3 separate regions of the Mus musculus genome follow, and all the other regions are linked to region 2. Evidence: chromatin contacts called from public promoter capture Hi-C data. All regions are on one chromosome and are shown on one strand. Each heading gives the region's core, a stretch centred on a gene start, on an enhancer-like site or on the middle of the called end of the contact. The rest is flanking DNA. Distances are from core to core; before and after follow the strand shown. Region 1 holds the start of Zfp687 (zinc finger protein 687). Region 2 holds the start of Polr3gl (polymerase (RNA) III (DNA directed) polypeptide G like). Region 3 holds the start of Cdc42se1 (CDC42 small effector 1).

Region 1 (4,009 bases), core at 1,081-3,580, 1.6 Mb before region 2:
GCCAAATTAGGACATGAGGTCAAGCAGGAGCGGGCTGCACTGGGAAGGAGGCCACCTAGGGCCACCTAGGGCTAGGGCCAGAGCTAAGAGTCAGAGGTCAGCTAAAGCCATATGTGAAAGATCTGGAGCCTGGCACCCAAAGCCCTAGCACGGTGAGCAAGGAGAAACATTCAAGGTAGAAAGAATTAAGACACAGAAAGAGGTGGAGGGGGGCATAGTCACAAGGGCCCTGGCTGAGTCCTCTCCTGTCACAAACACCTGCGGCTTGCTCACCTTCCCCAGAGTGTCCTCCCTCCTCCACCTTGCTCTCTCAGGGTTAAGACTCCAGGGCACAAGCTGGTCCAACATAGCTTCCACACTGGGAGAAAGCTCCTCCTTTCCACTGACATTTCTGCTCTAAGCTCCTCACACAGTCTACCCTCCAACTCAAACTCCACCTTCTTGGGTAACAGTAGCCTAGAAGTCTCCCCCAACCTTAATCTGGCCCAGGGAGGATTGGGGAGGGGTATTCCCAAAAGACTTATGTGTCACTAAAGCAACAAGGAGGCCAGCTCAGAGACTGTAGGAGACCCAAACTCTATCCTCTATCTGTTCTTAACCATAAGTAATTCTGTATCTAGGAAGACTCAACATAGGGACAAATTCGCTCCCCTTTATACATTCCCTGCCCAGGATGCAAGCCATTTCCCAGGGCCAATTCTCTCACCTCTTTCCAGCCTTCAGACTGTAACTGGAGATAGTCCCAGCAGGTGGCGGCTGGCATTGCCCGGACCAAGGTGGGGGTGGGGGACAAGGGTACCAACTAGAGGAAGAAAGGGTAGTCCTCCTTGTACATTACCCCTCTATTTAATTCTGCACATTCTGGGTTTGAACAAAGCCCTTAGTTTTAACCCAGATGAATCGCTAGGTCCCTCTTCAATTCAGCTCTCCCGGGTCGGGAAGCCTGGGCTACCTTCCCACTCAAGCTCCCAGCAGGGTGGGTCGGTGGAGTACAAACCAATGGGGACTAAGAAAACACCTGCGAACCTACCTCTCCCAACCACCTCCCTCTGGCGTGCAAGTGACTTGGAGGTCATCCGATAGCCACCTGGAGCAGACAGTGGGCCAAACACAGAGGCTTAAGGCCAATGAAGATCCTCCACTCAGCCGCCAGGCCTGTGGAGCTGCCATCTCCCTACCTACTTTCCCCCTCTGTTCTTCAAAAGCAAAGGGGGCTTAACAAGAAAAGGGTGAACAGACACCGGTAGGGTGGGGGCTCCATTGCCCTTTGCCCAAGGCCTACAGCGCAGAGCAAAAGGAAGGGGCCAGAGCACGGCCAGGGGCGATTAGGTTGCGGCCAAGCTGGGCAGCGGGCGGCATTTAAGTCCCTGCCATCTGCCAGGGACTGGCGCGGAAAGTAAGTCCGGGGTTTCGGGTAGGGGACAAGAAGTACATTTAAAAACTAAAGGGTAAACTGAGGCGAGTGGTGCTTCTTTCACTTTCACCGGCTAAGAACTCAAGGGAGGGCCTCGGTGAGGCCAGGCCCTTAGGATCTGCGGCGCTGCACATTGGGGGCCAGGACTCCCCGGCAGTGGGGAGTGGCGCGAGGGGAGTGGAGACACAAGAGGGGGCGGTCCCTGCGTGATTCTAAGCTCTGCAGCCAGGTCAGTCCAGACTCGAACCTGGTCCCCTTCATCTCTGCGCGCCGGGCAGCTTGCCCTGTCTCTGACCCCCAGAGGCTCTCCCCAGACCCGAGTGACTGCAAGGAGCTCGCCAGGATCGAGGCGCTAGCCTGAGTCCTGCCTGGGTCCGGACGCTGACCAGCACCCGGTCGGGATGCAGGCTCCTCTCCTGCTGGGCCCAATTCCCCCGCCCCCACCGCCCGGCACGGACACCATTTTAGGTCGCGACATCCCGCAGCCTCGAGTCCCCCGGCCGCACTCTGACTGCCTCTCAGTCTAAGAGCGCCAGGACTTAGGGGTCCAGGAACCCCCTCCCACGTTACCAGGCTAGGGGGCCGTGCTTCCAGCAAACTGGAGTTCCCACCGGTGGTCCTCGAAGAAGAAGGCGGCGACCCGGCCAGGCCAGCAGCCGCCCCAGGGGGCGGCGGCACGGAGAAGGGGGTAGTTGACCAAGTGGGGGAGGGGCAGGGGTATTTACCCGCCCCCCCGGGGGGCGGAGCCAGGGGCGGGTATTTGCCGCGAGCGTGCTTACTTGTTCCGATCCTGGTGCGGGCTGAGACCCTACGGCCTCCTCCCGGTTCCAGCCGCCACCGCCGCTACCGCCGCCGCCGCCCTCCCCGCGGCCGCCGCTACTTCCTGCTTCTCTCCGCTTCGGCCTCCCCTCTCCCTCAGCTCCCTCCGTGCTCCTAGTCCGGGCTGCCCGCTTTCATACTCGCCATTGGCTAATGGACCTGTCATTCAACTGTGAGCCCCACCCAGTCCCGTATGGGATTGGCCCTCCATACCCCGCTCGGAACTGGCCCCTCATAGTCTTCTCATCACTATTGGACAAAGGGCCTGGGCCCTGTGGAGAAGGTTCTCCCCATTGGCTGCTCCGGAGTCCACCTGCCCTGTCTGAGCAGCCCGAAAGCCATTGGCCGCCGCCGCTGTCGCTTAGCAAGAAGCCAGCCTTAGTCTTCGCTTTGGGTTGCGAGGGGTGACTAGCTAGCTCAGAAGCGTAGCCATCCTCTCTCCATTGGTCGCTCGAAGCTGGACACTGTGCCTCACATCTACAAACTTAGGAACTCTAGCTGTATGGCGGCGCGTCTAGGGGAACCTCGTCGGCTCCGTGTGGAACCTGGGTGTTTTAAGTGTTCGTGCCGTTTCCTCAGGCTAAGCCGCGCTCGAACGGATGCGGTGCTGGGGGTCACAAAATGAGGTGCCACCCCCAAACATTACGTCATCGGGGTGACCATTGCCTGGGGTTCCTCGCAGTCTAAACTGCTTTATAATCCGGATGGATGCGGTTCTGGCGTCCGCCTGCCTCTGGGCGTACGCACCACGCACGGCCCCTCCCTCTGCGGGAGAGCTGGACAGACTTTGGGATTCCGAGTGTAAAAGAAACCGGAACCACCGAGACCTGAGACCTGGGACACGCTGCGACCGGAAGTGGGGGAGGTGACGTTGGGAAGTGCTGGCGTGGCCTGGGCCACAACCAAGGAGAGCTTAAGGTAGTATGCTGATAGGCTTCTTACGCGAGAGAAGGAGGGAGCCCAGATCTATTTCCCATTTAAGAGAGCTCCCTTTTCTCCGCCCCTGACGGGAGCTGGCATTACTGTTCCCGTTGAGCTTTCCCGCGCTTTGCTGCCCCGCCCCTTGGAGGTGGGAAAAGGGGCGGAGTCGCCAGGGAGACGAATTGCCTTGACACTCACCCACCTGCGCTGGCTCAGGTTTTTGCTGGATCCATCTGCAGGCCCAGTGTGCCACCTGGCGCGCTCTCTACCCTGGCCCCGCGCCGCCGCCGCCCACCGCGACCGCAGCCGTTTCAAATGACAAGGGTTTTTAAATTTCTGTTTTATTTTCACTTTTTGCAGTGTTCGGAGTGGAACCTAGTGCTTCACCCAGTCCAAGCAAGCAGCCCACCGACATAGCAGCTTGGCGAGTGTTTTTGTTTTGTTTTGGCGATACTGATTATTGGACGTTGGGAGTCGCACACGCTTGGCAGGTGCACTCGTAACACTGAAGCTACTCTATACCCTATCACTTTTTGGGACAGGGTTTCCACTAAGTTGTCCTGCCTGCCTAGTAACTAGGGCTACACTGTTGCGCCATCAGGCCCAGGTTTGGGTAAAGCTTTTAAAAGAAGGCTCTGTTACCTCCCCTTGGACTCCCATAGCAGTGGATCCAAAAAATTCAGGCTTATGTATGGGAGGAATCTTGGAACCACTACATTCCACATGATGACATCAGACAAATCGTTCTACCTCCCTAAACCTATTGTCTCATGAATAAAATGGTAACTATAATATCCACCTGCCAAGATTATTTTTGTGAGCATGAAAAGCTTAGAAGGCAGAGTGCTATTTATA
Region 2 (3,983 bases), core at 826-3,325:
TACTATGTGTTTGAAAGTTGTGTGGAATAAATGTATATCCTACAATCAACAAGTAAAAAGGATGCTTCGTTTTCAAGAATGCAGGGGAAATCTGGAGAATGGTTCAGTGGCTCAGAGCACTGGCTGCTCTCCCAGAGGACTTGGGATTCGATTCCCCGGGACCCACACAGGGACTCACAGCTGTCTGTAACCCGTCCCAGGGAACCCAACACCCTTTTCTGCCTTCTGAGGGTTTCAAGCACACAAGTGGTACAAAGACTCACATGCAGACCAAACGCCCACCCACACACAAGAATTCAGAGGACGAGTGGGTGCTATAGCTCAGTGGTGGAACCCTACTTAGCAAATCACTAGGGCCTCAATTCAATCCCCAGTTAAAGAAAATAAGCAAACCCTCACAACAACAACAACAGCAACAACACACTCGCTTAGCAGAAAGCCTTGGGCCAAGCCTGTCATTCAGAAATTTCAATTCATCTTTGGTTCCATGGTGAGTTTGGGGCCAGCCTGACCTCCACATATGCACCATGGTACACACTCCACCCAGGCCCACTAATAATAAGTAAGTTTAAGTTGAATAAATTCAAAGGAAAAAGTGAAAGAGTGGACCGACCTGAAAAGAGCTAGTGAGTTCTCTTCCTAAAGATGCTGTTTCAGAGCTAGGGGTGTAGTTCAGGGGCAGAATGAATGCTTAGCATTTGTAAGACCGGACTCACATTTCTCAATTTAAAAGAAAAAAGCTTATTTGGGGTGCAGTGGTACAAGCCTGTTATCCCAGAAAGGGTGAGGCAGGAGGGTCATAAGTTGGAGGTCAGCCTGTTTGCCCTGCATAGAAAGAACTGGTTTCGAAAATATTTTCCCACATACTAAATAACAATTTATTGAATAGATGTTATCAGAGGGTTCATTGTGATCCCGGTTGTCTAGCACTGTGTCTGCTATGTAGTAGGTTCTCAGTAAATATCTGTCTTTTGAACATGTGTCTACAGACTCTGTGAGTCACAAAGACTCCCTTCTGGTTCTTTTTGTTGTTTTCCTTCTCTGGTCTGAGAATAACTATAAAACATTAATGCAATAAACCACCAGTTCAAAGACCCCTAATTATATAATGTTGTCTTTTATTGTTCCCTAATTATATCAGGAGTTTAAATTTGTCCTCCTTGACAAGAGCACTGGTTCCCACAAATCAATTCCACTCGATTAACGCTTACTGAACACAATGTATTAAGTACCCCAATCTGTCCCATCAAACCTTCCGTTCATAGAATAGAAACAGTGAAAGAGAACATATAATCCTAACACCGGGGGTACTGTGGCAGGGGGAATGCAAACTGGAGGCCAGTATGGGCTACATAGCAAGAGTCTGCCGATAAAAGCATGGGAGGGATGGAAAAAGTCAGCCTCGTGAGATGGTAAATACTCGTGTTGCCAAGTGGCCAGGAAACAGGCTGACTAGCTCAAGTTGTCCTCTGACCTCCTTGCGTAAGCCATGGCTTGTACGTACCCCCCCCACACACACACAAATAATGTAATTTTAAAAATTAAAGAGATTCCAATAGTGATAATCGGACTTTGTCAGGTCGGGGATCAATAAATTCTTCACGGTGGTCTAGGAAAGTGGTGGGTAGAGGGTAGCGGTTCAGTTGACTTGATAGGTAATAAGAATCTGTCAGGCTCTTGACAGGGGGCTAATGTTACGTTAATGGGTGCGGGAGAAGCTGGTACCATAGAAGAGTCTGAGCTACAAGAATGAACCTTCCTCTCCTGCTTTAATATCTGTCCCCAGGCGCGACAGCAAGCTGTCTCCGGCGTACAGTCAAGACAGCAGTGAGAGCCCGGGGAAAAAGGGGAGGGATTTAGAAGGGGGCTGATCCAACAGGCTGACAGAAAGCGTTATCTACGTCGCTGTCGGCGCCGAGGGACTAATTCGGGAAGTACCGAACCAAACCGGGTCAGAGCCACCAGGTCGAAGCCTTACCTGCCGTCCCTCCCCCACTCAGGGCCCACGCAGCCGCCAACTTGAAATTTGCTTTTCTTCTTCCAGCCCTCGTTCTAGGCCCGCCTCCCCGAGCTCTCCATTGGTGGGTTTTCCTGGCCAATCGACGAGAGCGGAGGCGGGCGAGGAGGGGAGGAGGAGGGAGCGAGCTTAACCGGAACTGAGGCTTGGGAAGTGGCGCGCTGAGACCTGGGGCTGCAGAATTCACCTCTTATGCCCAGACCGAACTAGATGGCTAAGATGTCCTGCTACTCAGAGCTCATCCAGACACGTGGCGGAGCCAGAAGAGGAGAACCGCTGCTGGGAAATGTAGCCCTGGGTCAGAGAAACCAGACTGCTCATCTGTTAACAGCTGTGCCTGCAGGAGTTCCCAGAAACACTCCAGGAGGTTCCCAACTACCGGACTCCAGCGCCCTCTTCTGGCTTAGGCCATCACACACACACACACACACACACACACACACACACACACACACACACACCACACACACACCACACACACACACACACACACACACACCACACACACACACACACACACACACACACACACACACACCACACACACACACACACCACACACACACACACACACACACACACACCACACACACACCACACACACACCACACATCACACACACACACACCACACATCACACACACACACACACACACACACACACACACACACACACCACACATCACACACACACACACACACACACACACACACACACACACACCACACATCACACACACACACACACACACACAGAGAAACACTCCAGGAGGTTCCCAACTACCGGACTCCCGCGCCCTCTTCTGGCTTAGGCCATCACATACACACCACACACACCACACACACACACACACACATACCACACACACCCTCTTTATTATTCTTCCTCAGTCACCAGCACTACTAATAAATAATCTTTAAAAGATTTTTTTTCTCTAAAGGCAGGGTCTGGCTACCCAGTCTAGGCTGGCCTTGAACTCTTGATACTCTTGACTCTGCTACCAAGCTCAGGCCCCAAATGCGGATTGTTGCGGTGTCTGAGAAGTGAGGGAGAGAAGGGGGCTTGGGACCAGAGCAGTAATTGGGGAGAGAAGGCAGGAACCCAGTGGGTTTTTTCTTTCTGTACTTTCCACTGCCCTTCAAGCCCCTTCAAGGAAAGAGGGCAGAATAGAAAGAGTCATTTTTTTTACAGAGTAGAAGTAAAGGGAAATACTTCAGGATGGATGTAAAACTAGGAGTCAGTCAACAAGAATATGACAGAGGTCAGAGAAAATGGCCTCTAGACTGGGAAGTTGCATGTGGATGACACATACTCCGTTTTTGGAATAGTATAAAAACATAGCTGTAGCGCTTTGGGGGAACTTGCTTAACCTCATTATCATTTGTTGCAGGAAGACAATAGTTCCCCCCTCATTGAGTTGTGAGGGTTGGAGATGATGTATGTATGCACATCTCTCGGCACACATCAATAGCTAATAAAAGTGGGTGATTTCCCTCCGGCTGTTTCTCCTCCTTTCCCAGGAACGTGACTTTTTGTATCTGTACTTGGTGGCGTCCACCATTTGAGTCCTCTAAGACCCTCGGTGAGCTTTCCAAACCCTTAATACCCATCCGATGCCCCCACTTTCCTTGGTACCTTCCAGCTGGACACAAACTCATCCCTAAACTATGCAGATGGAAGCCTTGGTAACCATGGAGACAGGGCAGGTGGCACGGAGAGGCAGAGGCAGTGAGCAACAGATAGGAAGAGATGAGTGATTCAGGCAGGGACCTTCAAGGAAGAGGGAAGAATGAGTCTAAGGGAGTAGAGATGTAATGAACACATCTGTGCAACAGGGGCCGGTCACCACTCTGCCTTTTTCTACCTCCTATGCACACCCCTTAAAATACTGTAAAGAGGGAATTTGGGACGGCCCCTTGCCCTAAAAATTCCCTGGGAAAACCACCTTCCTTACATTCCTAATGG
Region 3 (3,777 bases), core at 744-3,243, 1.4 Mb before region 2:
ATACATAAAATAAATAATTTAGGAATTTAGTTCTCAAAAAAAGTATTTTCTTATATTCTGTTTACTACTTTTTGTGGTTCTAATCTGAATAGCAGGAGAGCCTTATATGGTGGTGGGATTCCTGTGACCCCAGCATCTGGCAAGTGGCAGCAGGAAGATGAAGAATTTGATGTCAGCCTGGCTACAAGAGACCCTGTCTCAAAAAATAAAGTGAGCAGAGACTAAGCTAGGATTTGAGTTATTGTTGATAAACTGACTTCCTAACAACTGTAACCTAAAAAAAGTTGCCTAAATAATTTATCAGGGATGGACAGAACTATCATCCAATGTAAAAAGCTAGTCCAGTGTGGCAGAGCACAGCTGTAGTCCCAGCACTCAGGCTGAAGCAGGACGACTGTGGGTTCAAAGCCCCCCAAAACCAAACCAAGACCATGAACGAATATAAAACAAAAACAATTTAAAAGAAAATGTGTGAGATATTAAAAGGCTGAAAATCTCTAGCTATACCATTGACCTATCGACATGTACAGAGAGACTCAAATTTGTCCCAGAAAACAGACATAAAGGCATATGTGGCATTAAAATAAAAAAGACCGGCTGCTCTTCAGCTATCGTCCCCTTTCTTTCCCTAAATGCTCTTCACCCATCATTTTATCTATTTTTGCTTATCCTAAGGGCTCTGGATGGTGAAAATTGACATATTTGCTCAGTAAATGCCACCCAGTTATTTTATGCAGAGTAACTTCTAAATTTTCATTGTCTATTCTTAGAGATAAAATGATTAGTAGATACACACATTTAAAAGATACACTTTCTTTAAACTACCTGGACACACCCAAATACCCTTTGTCCAGATCCCCCCAAGAGCATTCAAGGCCTAATCCACAGGGCCTTGCTGTGTCATGCTGCCACCATGCAGTCTAAGGAGGGATGGTGGTGGATGAAAATGGAGGCTTCCTGGTATTTCTCATGTTGCTCTAGGATTTTCCTATTAGCCACAATCCTCCCCTTTTTCTAGGAGGAGCTGCAAAGACAAATCTGCTGTCATAAGTAGTTCCTGTGAGCTACACTGATTGCAGCATGCCATCGGGCAATCCCACAATGGCTCCCACCTGTCCCACCTAAAGCCTCTTTGGAGCAAAAATCTGAGATAGGGAGGAGATTGTTAAAGGTTCCAATCACTCTCAATAGCATCTCATGTTTAAAAAAAAAAAAAAGTACCCTACTCCCCAAACCTCCCTACAAGAGACAGAAAATCGAGGGGGATAGAAATACAAGGGAGTAGAGGCTACAATAATTACAGTAGGAATAAAGATTCACCAAATAACTGGTAGCAGAAATTATAGCTTGAAAAGGAAGATATAGATAACTAGACACTAGACAGAAGCCATTAGATGCACAGGGCAAAAATTATAGGAAAATGAATACATGAAATGAAGAGCTAAATGCCGAGAGATGATTACAGGTAAAGTGCTAGAAATGAATGCCTAGGTCCATGGTAAGGCATGGATGGAGATCTTAACAGATAAAAAATCTGGTAACGAATAGTAACCCATTGTTCATAGCGCCCCCTTCTCTCCTCTTAAACTGCCCCCCACCTCGGTCTCACACGGGGTCTTTCAAGCTTAAGAAGCGGTCCCTCGTCTTGGTTACCTGTTAGCAATGAATGACTAGGGTGTTCCGAAGACGGAAGGGATGCCTCAGGGGCTCGGGGGTCGGCTCTGGACTGGAGAGGAGGAGGCTGCTGAAGGAAGCTGTCGCGGATGTGACGGCTTTGTCTCCTCACGCCTTCTCCCTCGTCTGTGACAGAATCTGCCGCTGGGTCTCCCCTGCAATGCAGCCCCTCCTAGCAAGGGCGGAAGCACTCCCCGCCCCCTCTCTGCCTGACTCGGCTAATTCGAGGGATAGGTTCCGGAACACGCTATCCACCGTAGAGCCTCTCCGTCGGCTCGCACCGCACCCCCACCTCTCCAAGTACCCTCGTGCTGACTGGAGCGCATGGCTGAGCAGTTAATTGTCCTCTAACTTAGATGTATGGGTTAAAAAGTCTTCCGGTTAAACAACAGAATGGCCCTCCTTTCCCACTGTAAGGACTAAAGGGGACTTTGGGAGACTCAGAAAGGGCCCCAGCGCATCGTCCTCTCAGCGCCTGCAGCAGGTGGACAGACTAGCACAGACAGTTGGGGTGCCGCGGTTGTCCCCGAGCGCGGTGCTTGCCGCTGTCCCCGCGGGCCACGCCGTGCGCCCCGAAGCTGGGCGGAGCGCTGCGCTCCGCTCTCAGCCCCTGGGTTTCGTAATCGCGTCGCCGGCGTTTCCGCCCTCCGCCAGCCCCACCTCTGCCGGCCCGCCCTCAACTCCCCGCCGTGCCGAGAAGCAGCCAGGGGACCCGGAGTGGCGGAGCCCCCGCCCGCAGTGGGGACGCCGGGGAGCCGCAGGTAAGAGCGCCGGGCGAGCCGGGCTGCGCGCGGGCGGCGGGGAGGGGAGGGCAGGGCAGCGGGGAGGTCGCGATCACAGTACACGCGCGGGCGGCGCAAGCCACGGAGAGGCAGGGAAGCGGCGACTGCAGCGTGGGGCCGGGTGGAAGGTGCGAAGCGACAGGGGCTCCTCGCCGGCCCTCTAACCTGAGAGATCTGCTGTGCTAGAGAATCCGAAGTGGTGCTGGGCCCCGGAAGGTCTAAGCCAGAGTGAAGCAGCCACGGAGAACATTGACAGAGCCAGTACAATTCATCGAAGTTCCCATCCTGGGTCGCAGTGGGTGGGGGACGGAGCTGGAGTCTGACGGAGAATATTGGGGGAGGGGAAGAAATTAGGATCTCCTTCTGTTAACTTTTAAGTATCCCCAGCCCTTCCCTGGGGTTAGGGCAGGGTTGGTGCTCGGACAAATATCTGTAACTTGTTTGAAAATGGGGCCCATTCCTCTCTTGGGAGTCCCTCAGCAGCCCGCTATGTTTGGAGGGTCTCCACACAGGGACCAGCTGCATCCCCGGGCTTATAGCCAGAATTTGCCCACACGATTCTCAAGTCTCTTTCTCTCCAGCTGCTTCTTGCTTCTTGTGAAGGCTTGTCAGACAGCGGGTTGGAGAGGGAGGCCTTGGGGCCGGAGGCAGCGGGACCGGGAGAACCGGTTTGGGGCTACCACAGGCTCGGGGAACTACCTGTGTACATCCTTCCTCCCCACCTCTCTCCTGCTCGCCCCTCTACAGCTCTGAAGTGTGTAAGGCCCACCGGGACGATGACGGTGGTTTAGGGTTTGTCATTTCAAGTTCTGGGTTTCTGGTGGAAGTGAGAGGGGCCCTCCTGTCAAGGATGTGGCTTTCTGCGCTTTTGTCCCTGATCCCTCCTGGCTTCCTTTTTACTGTGGGGATGAAGTAGTGGGCCATGGATTCAGCATCCCACCCTCCCCAGCTAGCCAGCTCAGGCTTTATTTGTTCCCAGCCCATTCGTTGGCTGCTTTGAAGAGGAGTGACAGCCAAAGCTTAGTACTTCCTTTTCTGGCTTTGTTCCTCCTCCCCCCCCCCCCACCCCACCCCACCCCACCCCCAACTCCCGCACTACCACAGTGACCCTGGCTGGTCTTCACACTCTGACACGGGCCTCCAAGTTTCAGAGACCCTAATGTCCTAAGGGAATGGAATTTCCTGGTCACTTCTCATCATCATTGGTGGTTTCACGCCAAGTCCCACACACACTTTCCCTCCACCCAGCTTGGTCAGGTCCCTGGAAGAGAAACAGAACTGTCCTTGTTCCCTCCTCGGCCCCCTTTCCTCTCCCTCCTCC

What was found. Promoter capture Hi-C pulls out the DNA fragments that hold promoters and counts their contacts. Capture Hi-C pulls out chosen DNA fragments and counts their contacts.
Region 1: a promoter capture Hi-C map of liver shows a contact between it and region 2, with 4 times the contacts expected there. The contact joins the promoter of Zfp687 here to the promoter of Polr3gl in region 2. A contact is called at or near these places in 1 of 39 promoter capture datasets (pre-B cells) and 2 of 9 other capture datasets (adipose tissue and liver).
Region 3: a promoter capture Hi-C map of pre-B cells shows a contact between it and region 2. The contact joins the promoter of Cdc42se1 here to the promoter of Polr3gl in region 2. A contact is called at or near these places in 3 of 39 promoter capture datasets (hippocampal neurons, liver and pre-B cells).

What each region holds. Positions count from the first base shown.
Region 1 is chr3:95,013,127-95,017,135 of GRCm38.p6, forward strand. Zfp687 (zinc finger protein 687) reads right to left here and starts at 2,331. Exons shown (of 9, transcript NM_001357863.1): 1 at 2,194-2,331. It overlaps 4930481B07Rik (a long non-coding RNA gene), which reads left to right and starts at 2,403. Exons shown (of 2, transcript XR_003954670.1): 1 at 2,403-3,151; 2 at 3,515-4,009.
Region 2 is chr3:96,592,106-96,596,088 of GRCm38.p6, forward strand. It overlaps Polr3gl (polymerase (RNA) III (DNA directed) polypeptide G like), which reads right to left and starts at 2,076. Exons shown (of 8, transcript NM_027241.4): 1 at 1,979-2,076. It also overlaps a transcript of Ankrd34a not described here.
Region 3 is chr3:95,226,431-95,230,207 of GRCm38.p6, forward strand. It overlaps Cdc42se1 (CDC42 small effector 1), which reads left to right and starts at 1,994. Exons shown (of 5, transcript NM_172395.3): 1 at 1,994-2,435. It overlaps Mllt11 (myeloid/lymphoid or mixed-lineage leukemia; translocated to, 11), which reads right to left and starts at 2,247. Exons shown (of 2, transcript NM_019914.4): 1 at 1,654-2,247. Gm16740 (predicted gene, 16740) reads left to right here. Exons shown (of 4, transcript NR_108026.1): 4 at 93-228.